2 separate regions of the Sus scrofa genome follow, and region 1 is linked to region 2. Evidence: chromatin contacts called from public Hi-C data. All regions are on one chromosome and are shown on one strand. The core of a region is the stretch at or near the end of the contact, and the rest is flanking DNA. Distances in the headings are between cores, read along the strand shown. Region 1 overlaps NBEAL2 (neurobeachin-like protein 2). Region 2 overlaps CCDC12 (coiled-coil domain-containing protein 12).

Region 1 (4,430 bases), core at 1,738-4,237, 67 kb after region 2:
GGAAGGAGTACTTGACCATGAGCTTGCCTGAAGTGTCCTTTTTGGACTCTACCTGGGTGAGCCTTCCTCCTTATATGGCGTTGAGGGGGAGGGGGGGACGTGGAGGGGGCGTGGGTCCCAACCTATGGCCTGATGTTGTGGCTTCTATGCTAGCACTGTGTGGCCATTGTCCATGTGCCTGGGCGCCGGCCCTTCAGCCAGAACCTGGTTTATGTCTACAAAGATGGCCATCTGGTCAAGACAGCAACCCTTCGCTGCCCCTCCCTTAATGAGGTGTGCCAGGTGGGGTTTGGGGAGGTTTAGGTAGCTTGGGGGACTTGGACAAGGGTGGACTTGGAGCCCCTGTGTCTCCTTCCCCTCCCCCACCCCATCGCACCACCTCACAGCCCTCAGCCTCTGGAGTCTGTGCAGCCTTGGGGGTCACTGAGGAACTAGATACAGGTAGAACCCCAGGCTCTGCTGTGACCTGACCACTCTCCCAACCCTGACCCCACAGCCTTTCTCTTCCTGCTGTATCGGCTCTGCTGGGCACCGCACAACGACCACCACCACGGGGCTGCCTGCGCCATCAGTCCCTGCTGCCCTGGCTCACACGCACCCCTCCCTCACCCGCTCCCAGTCTGTCCCGGCCACCACAGGGCTTGGCTGGGGATCTGGGCTGGTGGCCCCCCTGCAGGAGGGCAGCATCAGCTCTACCCTTGCAGGCACACAGGACACTCGGTGGGGCAGCCCCACATCCCTGGAGGGCGAGCTAGGGGCTGTGGCCATCTTCCATGAAGCCCTGCAGGTGGAAGCCTTGCGGGTCCTCTGTAACCTGGGTATGCAACACCATCCCCCCTGCCCTGCCCCAGCCCTACCCCATTGCCCCAAGTCCCAGGCGATGGGGTCTTATAAAGTGCCCAGGCCAGAAACTAGGAGTCTGCTGGGGAGAAGGCATCCCTGAGGGTCTGTTCTCTGATCAGGCAGAGAAGAGGCAGACTCTGGATAGGGTTTCACTAGAAGCCCAGCCCGGTCTGAAGTCCTCTGCCCACCCCCCAGGGCCGAATGAGACAGCACCCTTCAAGCCTGAGGGTGAGCTGCATGAGCTTGCCACCAAGCTACTCCTCCATTATTCACCTCAGGTATGGGGAGTGGGGGCAGCGGCAGAGGGCACTTGGTTCAACCTCGCTACCTGGGTACCCCCTGGCTCCAACTCCTCCACTGACCCCTGCTGCCTTCTCATCCACTGTCCTAGGCCTGTAAGAACAACATTTGTCTGGACCTGTCCCCTGGCCACGGGCTGGATGGCCGCCTCACGGGCCACAGAGTGGAGACCTGGGATGTGAAGGTGTGTGTGTTCATGCGGGCAGCATGTGTAGGAATCATGAGCTTGGGCCTGTGTGTAAAGGGCGGGCTGGGGAGCAGCACTGTGCCCTGAGGTCCCAGGCTGGAGGGTCTGCTGCAGTGGAGAAGGGCAGGAAATGGCTGGGCATTGCCTTCTAATGATGGCCCCCCATCCCCAGGACGTGGTGAATTGTGTGGGAGGCATGGGCGCCCTGCTTCCCCTGCTGGAGCAAGTGGCTGCACAGCCCCAAGAGGCCGAGGCAGGTCCGGCAGAAACACATGACCTTGTGGGGCCTGAACTGACCTCTGGCCACAACTTCCAGGGCCTGCTTCTCCCACTAGGCAAGTCCTCAGGTAAGTATCCCTGGTGTCAAGTTGAGGGGAGAAGGTCTGCTGGCTGTTGTGAGGGGCTGGAGTGCTTGAGGTCTCTATGGCTACTGGCAGGCAGTTGATACACATCTGTCCCCTTCCTGGTAGCAGTAGAGGAGCGGATGGAGAGGAATGCAGTGGCTGCATTTCTGCTGATGCTGCGGAACTTCCTGCAGGGCCATGCTGTGAACCAGGAGAGCCTGGTGCAGTGCCAGGGGCCTGCCATCATCGGGGCCCTCCTGCGCAAGGTGGGGCCTGCTGGCGCAGCCAGGGTGGGGGCTGCTTGGTCTGACCACGGAACTGGTTGGAGGGACCAAGAAGGGGAACCTGATGCTATCAGTCAGGGAGGGCCTCCTGGGAGAGTTGGCATTTGAGCAGCGCCTTAAAAGGCTGGGCAGGTTTTGGCTGAGAGTGTCTGGGGGAAGCACCAGCACAGGCAGGGACAGGATACCTGCACAGCCGGCTGGGAACTTGTACTTTAGAGACAGCAGGGAGCCACTGAAAGGTCTTGGGCAGGCAGGATTTTGTGTCTGTCTGCCTGTGCAGGGCAGGGTGGAAGCGGGGAGGTCTGGGAGTGGGTGGGCAGGGCCTGACATCTCACCCCAGCTTCTCTCCACCCAGGTCCCCAGCTGGGCCATGGACATGAATGTGCTCATGTCTGCCCAGCTGCTGATGGAGCTGGTGGCAGCGGAGGGCAGTGGGCCCCTTTTATACTTGCTCTACCAGCATTTGCTCTTCAACTTTCACCTTTGGACCTCCAGTGACTTTGCTGTGCGCCTGGGTAGGTGTGGGGATTTGGATGTGGGGACATGGCCGGGCAGGGTGCTGGTGGAGGTTCTGAGAAGTTATAACCCTGCTCTGGGTGAACTGAGGGACTTATCTGCCCTGAAATGCCCAAGGGGAACATGACCCTCCCCAGGTGGGGTCTGGCAGAGTCATGGCCCTGTCCTAGAGGATAGAAAGGACTCAGCTCAGCCTGGTGACCATCAGCCATCTAGCTGATGCCCACCTAGGCCACATCCAGTACGTGTCCAGCATCGTGCGTGAGCATAGACAGAAGCTGCGGAAGAAGTATGGGGTCCAGTTCATCCTTGATGCCCTGCGTACCCACTACAGGTGAGCCTGGTAGAGGCAGATGGGTCCGCGGGAAGACACCGCAGCCTCTGGCCTGGGGACAGGGCTGTTCAAGCCCCCAGCTTACCTGCCCACTTTCCTTGTTCTCCCCTCTATGCTCCTCTGTTCGCTTGGGCCTGGGCACGTGTGCCTGCTGGGACCTGCCCAGCTTGCAGCGGGAGCGCCCCCTAGCGGCGGATGACTTGCGTACGGTGCAGACGTCACTCCTCGGCCTGGTGCGGGAATTCCTGGTGCGGAGCTCTTCCTCTGATGACCTGCAGGTGGTGCTGAACTTCCTGGCTGCTGGGGTTGATGATGGCCAGGTAGGCTGGAGGTTGGTGAGGGTGAGGCTTGGGTGAGGGGTAGTACGTGGACCACTATGTGCAGGCCCAGCTCAGTGTAAGACTTTGTATCCCCAGGTGGTGGGTGTGCTGGATCTGCTGCTGGCACTGCTACAGAGCCTGCCAGCCCAGGAATCTTTGGCCATCTTCCTGCTGGAGCCAGGGAACCTTGAGGTGCTGTTGGCACTGCTGGTGCGGCCAAGGTCCACACCCTCGCTGCCTGACCGGGTCTGCAAGGTATGCCCAGTTGACTCCCAACCCTGGCATCCCATTCACTGGGACCCTTGCCTGAGTCCAGGGAGGTGCAGTAGGCCTCAGACTGGCAGATGAAGCTGCCTTTGCAGGCTACTCTCAGAGCCACACATCTGCTTGGTGACTTACCCTTCTACAGTAACTCCTTCCCCACGATGACACCCCCACACAGATCCTGCGCAGACTGCAGCAGAATGAGCGCTTACCTGAGCGCAGCCGCCAGCGGCTCCGGCTGCGAGAGTGTGGTCTTCAGGGTCTCATTGCCTGCCTGCCGGAGGGGGCCGTTTCCCCCCAGCTCTGCCAGGGCCTCTACAAGCTGTTCCTGGGGGCAGGTACTACCTGGTTGGGGCCAAGTAGAGGGGCGACATAGATCTAGGAAATGGCAGGTGGGAGTACGGAAGGTGTTGGTTCAGGGGCCAAGACTGAGCCAACAGGGGATCACAGTTCCCCTCTGTGGTCAGCCACTCAGGCCCTTTCTGGCCATCTTCCCAGATTGCCTGAACCTCTCAGATCTCTTGGCTGTGGTGCAGCTGTCCCTCCAGGCTGACCTCAGCGTCCGCCTGGATGTTTGTCGTCAGGTGAGTGGGAGGTGAAAGCTTTGTCGGGGGGTGGTGTCTACCCTGAGGACTTCACTTTGCCTGTGACCAGGGATCTCTGGAGGCCTCTCCTTCAAAGGCCCCAGGAGGAGGGAGTGGGGCAGGCTATCGGATGAGTCCCTCACTTGCTATGCCCTGGCCCGGCAGCTTTTTCACCTCATCTATGGACAGCCAGACATAGTGCGGTTGCTGGCCCGACAGGCTGGCTGGCAGGATGTGCTGACCCGGCTGTTTGTCGTGGAAGCTGTCACAGCCGGGAGTCCCCTGCCCTTTTCCCCCGAGCCACCCACCTCCCCGGAGCCAGCCTTACACAAGCCACCCACTGAGTCACCTGAATCTTCGGACGTCTTCCTACCCTCAGAGGCTCCCTCCCCCGACCCGGACAGCTTTTACCATGCTCTCTCCCCATTCTGCACACCCCTTGAGCTGGGCCTGG
Region 2 (4,582 bases), core at 1,771-4,270:
AGGTGAGCACTGGTCAAGCAGTCAAGATCACCTGCAGCCACTGCGGGACGGCCCCATTCTGTGCCCGGGTTTGCACATCTGTTAGCAAGGAGGCTATGCTGGGTGTGTCCAACTCTGTCAGACTGTCCCCTGATTCATTCTGTGAGAGCTAATGAAGAGACCGACCCTCACTAATGCCCAATTAATTGCTCCTCTGACCCCTCCCCTATCACCAGCAAATGGCAAAAATCTCTGTGGAGGTCATAGAGCACTGGGTTCTTTCTGCTCCAGGGCCTGGCCTTTCTAACAAAGGGCCAAGGTGTAACTCCCTCCTTCTGCAAATAACTTAAAAAAAAAAAAAATCTATGTGTTGGCCTTATGAAGTACCATGGCATTCATTCTGAATCATGAATCCTTTACATACTCAAAAAATAAAATGAAATACATAAAGATACACCAAAATAGCTAGAGACATTACATGGATCATTACATAGCCACTGAAAATAATGTCTACAAAGGACTGTTCTGAACATTCAATAGAAATTTAACAGATAGAAAAAAATAGCCAAAAGTTTAGTGATTATCTAAGAGTGATTTTACCTGCTTTATTTTGATTTTTAGTGGTTTCCAGACTATCTAATGTAATCAATTATTTTTCTGCATAAAAAACAACCAATTACAAACAGAAAACATAAAAAAAGAGTAAACAGCTAGAGGGGACATAAGTGAGACTGACTTCCAGGAGCAGGGCACTGTGGGGGGCTCTGTACCATGTAGCCCACTGTGCCCAGGCTTCAGAGGCCCCCAGTCTCTGTGGCCTGGGGCCAGGCTGTACTGTGGCCAAAGGAAATCAGAGACCAAGCTATGCTTTGGGGTCTTTTTACCTTGGTGCCTGTGGGCAGAAGGGTAGCACAGTGAGCCCAGCACCTTCTAGGACCCTGTCCTTTGCTATCAAAGGCCCTGGGACACCCTCAGTTCCCTCCGTGTAGGCAGCCATTGTCTGAGATGAGCCTTGCTGTCTCTCGCACGAGGGGAAGACACAGTGACCTCCTGAGGACCTCCACACTCACCCTCTCTGATCGACCGCCCCCCACCTCTGTGTCCCTCACACAAGTCTAAACTTAACACAGTCCTAGCCTCATCCCTCATCAGTCTCTACAGGCTATTTTTCAATCAAAGGTCCCCTGAGTCACTGCCAGCCCTGTCTGCTACACACTTTCCAGCCCATCGGTTCCAAGAGCTAGCTCAACAAGGTGGCACCATGGATAGCCCCTCCTCTTCACCCAGTGTCCCCCACACACCCCAAGACAGCTGACTATTCCTCTCCTGTGCCCCTCTTTGCCCTACATGCTTCTCTACCCTCTAACCAGCAGTTATCACATCCTGGGCACGTGGCCATATGTCTGTCCTGCATGCCCTGCCCCCCACAAGCTCCTAGAGACCCAGTGTTGGCACATACTACTCAGCACTCTAGGAGGGGTTGGGCACATACTTGCTCGGAGCTGGATAAAGGAATTCAGAGAGGCACTTGGGAGAGAGCTTTATGGGTAGCCTGGGCTTCTCTGGGCCTTTTAGTGCTTGGGAAGTCAACACAGGAAGCAAAGAAGCTGTGCCCAGGAGGTGCAAAGAGGGTAGGAATGTGGCTGGGTCAGGGCAGTCAACTCCTAAGCACCTTCTGTTGTCATTGTGGCAAAGCAACTGTGTGATGCCCAGTCATATTGTATTGAGTCTCCTTATATCGAAAACGTCCTTGGAGTTCCCGTCGTGGCTCAGCGGTTAACAAACCCGACTGGCATCCATGAGGACTCGGGTTTGACCCCTGGCCTTGTTCAGTGGGTTAAGGAGCCGATGTTGCCATGAGCTGTGGTGTAGGTTGCAGACGCGGCTTAGATCCCATGTTGCTGTGGCTCCGGCAGCTACAGTTCCAGTTGGACCCCTAGCCTGGGAACCTCCATATGCCATGGGTCGAGCCCTTAAAAAAAAAAGAAAAAAGGTCTTCCAGGGGTCTGAGGAGACCAAGTGCCCAATCAGAGCAGGTAACAGGACCACTGTGAGGTGGGAGCAGGCCAGGGAGATTGGAAATTCCAGGAAATCACTCCTGGTGGTGTTTTTTCATACCTTGAGTACGTGCCACTCAGAAGAGAACGTTGGTTTTCTCTGTAAAATAGGAAACTCGGAGTAGAGTTCTAGAATGTAGAAGAGGAAGGAAGTTTCCAGACTATCTGGTCCAACCCTTTCAAGGCAAGCAAGCCTGAAAGTCTACTCTGCCCATGAGGTTTCCTAGCCCTAGCCCACCTCACCTGCTCACTCATGCATCAGTATGACCTGATGGGACATACTGGGACAGGAGCTTTGTTTTTCACCCATAGCTTATGGGGCCCCTCCACACACATCCCCCTGCCTGAACCCCTGGAGAGAGACAGGATGGGCATTCCAAGTGGCCTGCTTCCAGAGAAGAGGTCCGCCCTATGTGGCTACCTGGTCCCTCCTTCCCATACAGCCCATCGGGAATCAGAGAGCATGATCATGAAGCTCTCCTCAGAGTAACAAACCACAGGGAAAGTCAAGCCCAGGACAGCCCTGCCAGGGTCTTGGAGGGCAGCACTTCTGACCAGCACTTCTGATCACAGAGGCCCTTCTGTTTGAACACTCAGAGTACAGAAACACAGAGCTCTTCCAGGAAACATACACATACACCTAGTAACCTTCTGTGTACTTTAGGCTCTGTGCTTGGACATTCACCCCATGTCCCCAACATAAGTAACAACGCCTTGTTGGTTGCCACCACTGGCCAGACCCCAGAGGCCTGTGAAAATGAGGTGAGAGGCAACCATCTCAAACAGTGCAGACAGCAACTCCAGAGGCTCATCTGGCCACTTTCTTCAAGGTCCATTAAAATGTCAAAAACTTCTGACCCCATAATCCTGCTCAAGGGAATTATTCCATAGAAACAATAACAAAACAGGGACAGGAAAAACACAATGTTCTACATACAAATGTTTCAGGCAGCATAATAATTTTTTTTTTTTTTTGGTCTTTTTAGAGCCAAACCTTCGGGATGTGGAGGTTACCAGGATAGGGGTCAAATGGAGCTGTACCTGCTGGCCTACACCACGGCCATAGCAACATGGGATCTGAGCCACATCTGCAACCTGCACCCCAGCTCAGAGCAAGGCTGGATCCTTAACCCCTGAGCAAGACCAGGGATTGAACCTGCATCCTCATGGATGCTAGTCAGATTCGTTTCTGCTGAGCCATGACAGTAACTCCCAGGCTTCATAATTTTTAATAGCCCCTAGATTCTATTCTGCCAGAGTCCCTCTGAGCAGGCTGCAAGCACCCTTTCAGGGGACTGCCAAGACAAGAGGGGGACAGCTCAGGACAGTGTAATCAGAACACATGGAAATTTCACTGTAGGCAAAGCACAAGGTCAGGATGGAACACAGACACTGGAAATAGATGGGCTACAGAGGGATCCTTTTGTTTGGTGGGTGGTCAACAATTTTAGGATACTTGATGGTTGGTTGGCTTCACAGCAAATGAAACTTCTGAAGAGTCTAGTGGCTTCCCTACTCGTAGGCAAAGGACACTGCCTTCCAGCTGTTCCTCAGAAGGGCAACTCTGGCCTCACTCTGGGGCAGGGTACAGAGGTAGGACAATAAAAGCTCCCTCCCCTTCGATCTGGCCAGCTCCATCTCCACCCTGCCATCCCATCCCAGGAGGAAGGACACAAGAACTCACTACATGATGGCCTGGGCCACATCACATAGACAAAGCCTCCCAAGCGCCCCCTGGCAAACACACTCTCAGAGTTTCAGGAAAAGGCATTGGAGCTCCTGCATCCTCCGGGCCTTGCTGCCCTGCCCCACCCCAAAGCACAGGCAGTATGGAATGGGATAATGCCTCCTTCTCAACAGGAACACTCTCCACTCACTGGTCCTCAGGTCCACCCTTCAACAGAAGGTGGAGGTGGCTACTGGCTGTTTTCGGATGTGGAAAACTGTCCACAGAGTCATGGATGTGCACAAGGTTTTTGAGTGAGGGAAAAGCCAGAGCCAGAAAGTAAACCCAAGTCTCTGTGGCCTTGAGGTGCACCTCTCCCCCGGCTCCACAGGGACCAGCAGTTGCTGAGGAAGACCAAAGGCTGTCAGACAGAGTGACTATAGGTCCTGTCCAGGATTGCAGGTGGCTCAGCCAGGGCTCTGGGCCCTCAGGGTACCTTGAGAGAAAAAAATCACCCTCCCACTCCAGGAGTTTGGCCTACAGCACCATCCTCCAACTCCTCCCTCCCTCAATCTCATTCTCTTAGTTCTTCTAGCTGCCAGGACCTTCCTTCAGCCTCTAAAGTCACAGTGGGTCACAGATGCTAGAGGCAGAAGGGAGTTTTAGAAATTATTCAGGAGTTCCCGTCGTGGCGCAGTGGTTAACGAATCCAACTAGGAACCATGAGGTTGTGGGTTTGGTCCCTGCCCTTGCTCAGTGGGTTAAGGATCTGGTGTTGCCGTGAGCTGTGGTGTAGGTTGCGGACGCGGCTCGGATCCCACGTCGCTGTGGCTCTGGCGTAGGCCGGTGGCTACAGCTCCGATTCGACCCCTAGCCTGGG

Evidence for each region. A called contact is a pair of places that touch in the nucleus more often than the background predicts.
Region 1: a Hi-C map of retroperitoneal adipose tissue shows a contact between it and region 2, with 1.6 times the contacts expected there. The contact joins two enhancer-like sites. A contact is called at or near these places in 2 of 5 promoter capture datasets (fetal liver and liver), 27 of 47 Hi-C or Micro-C datasets (adipose tissue, alveolar macrophages, blood and 15 more) and 2 of 2 datasets of contacts at active chromatin or transcription factors (alveolar macrophages and skeletal muscle).

What each region holds. Positions count from the first base shown.
Region 1 is chr13:29,863,759-29,868,188 of Sscrofa11.1, forward strand. It overlaps NBEAL2 (neurobeachin-like protein 2), which reads left to right. Exons shown (of 55, transcript XM_021068700.1): 15 at 1-56; 16 at 154-273; 17 at 497-818; 18 at 1,039-1,121; 19 at 1,235-1,327; 20 at 1,503-1,677; 21 at 1,801-1,940; 22 at 2,314-2,473; 23 at 2,706-2,808; 24 at 2,975-3,128; 25 at 3,225-3,383; 26 at 3,571-3,730; 27 at 3,891-3,976; 28 at 4,142-4,430. Among named protein-coding and RNA genes, the nearest start is that of NBEAL2, 19 kb to the left of the region's middle. Within about 2 kb of position 2,988, at least 8 of the 83 cell types and tissues checked have an H3K27ac peak or open chromatin away from gene starts, as enhancers often do. A contact at or near this core is called in retroperitoneal adipose tissue, where this site is marked.
Region 2 is chr13:29,796,966-29,801,547 of Sscrofa11.1, forward strand. The region is part of intron 4 of CCDC12 (coiled-coil domain-containing protein 12); the gene reads right to left. Among named protein-coding and RNA genes, the nearest start is that of CCDC12, 47 kb to the right of the region's middle. Within about 2 kb of position 3,021, at least 8 of the 83 cell types and tissues checked have an H3K27ac peak or open chromatin away from gene starts, as enhancers often do. A contact at or near this core is called in retroperitoneal adipose tissue, where this site is marked.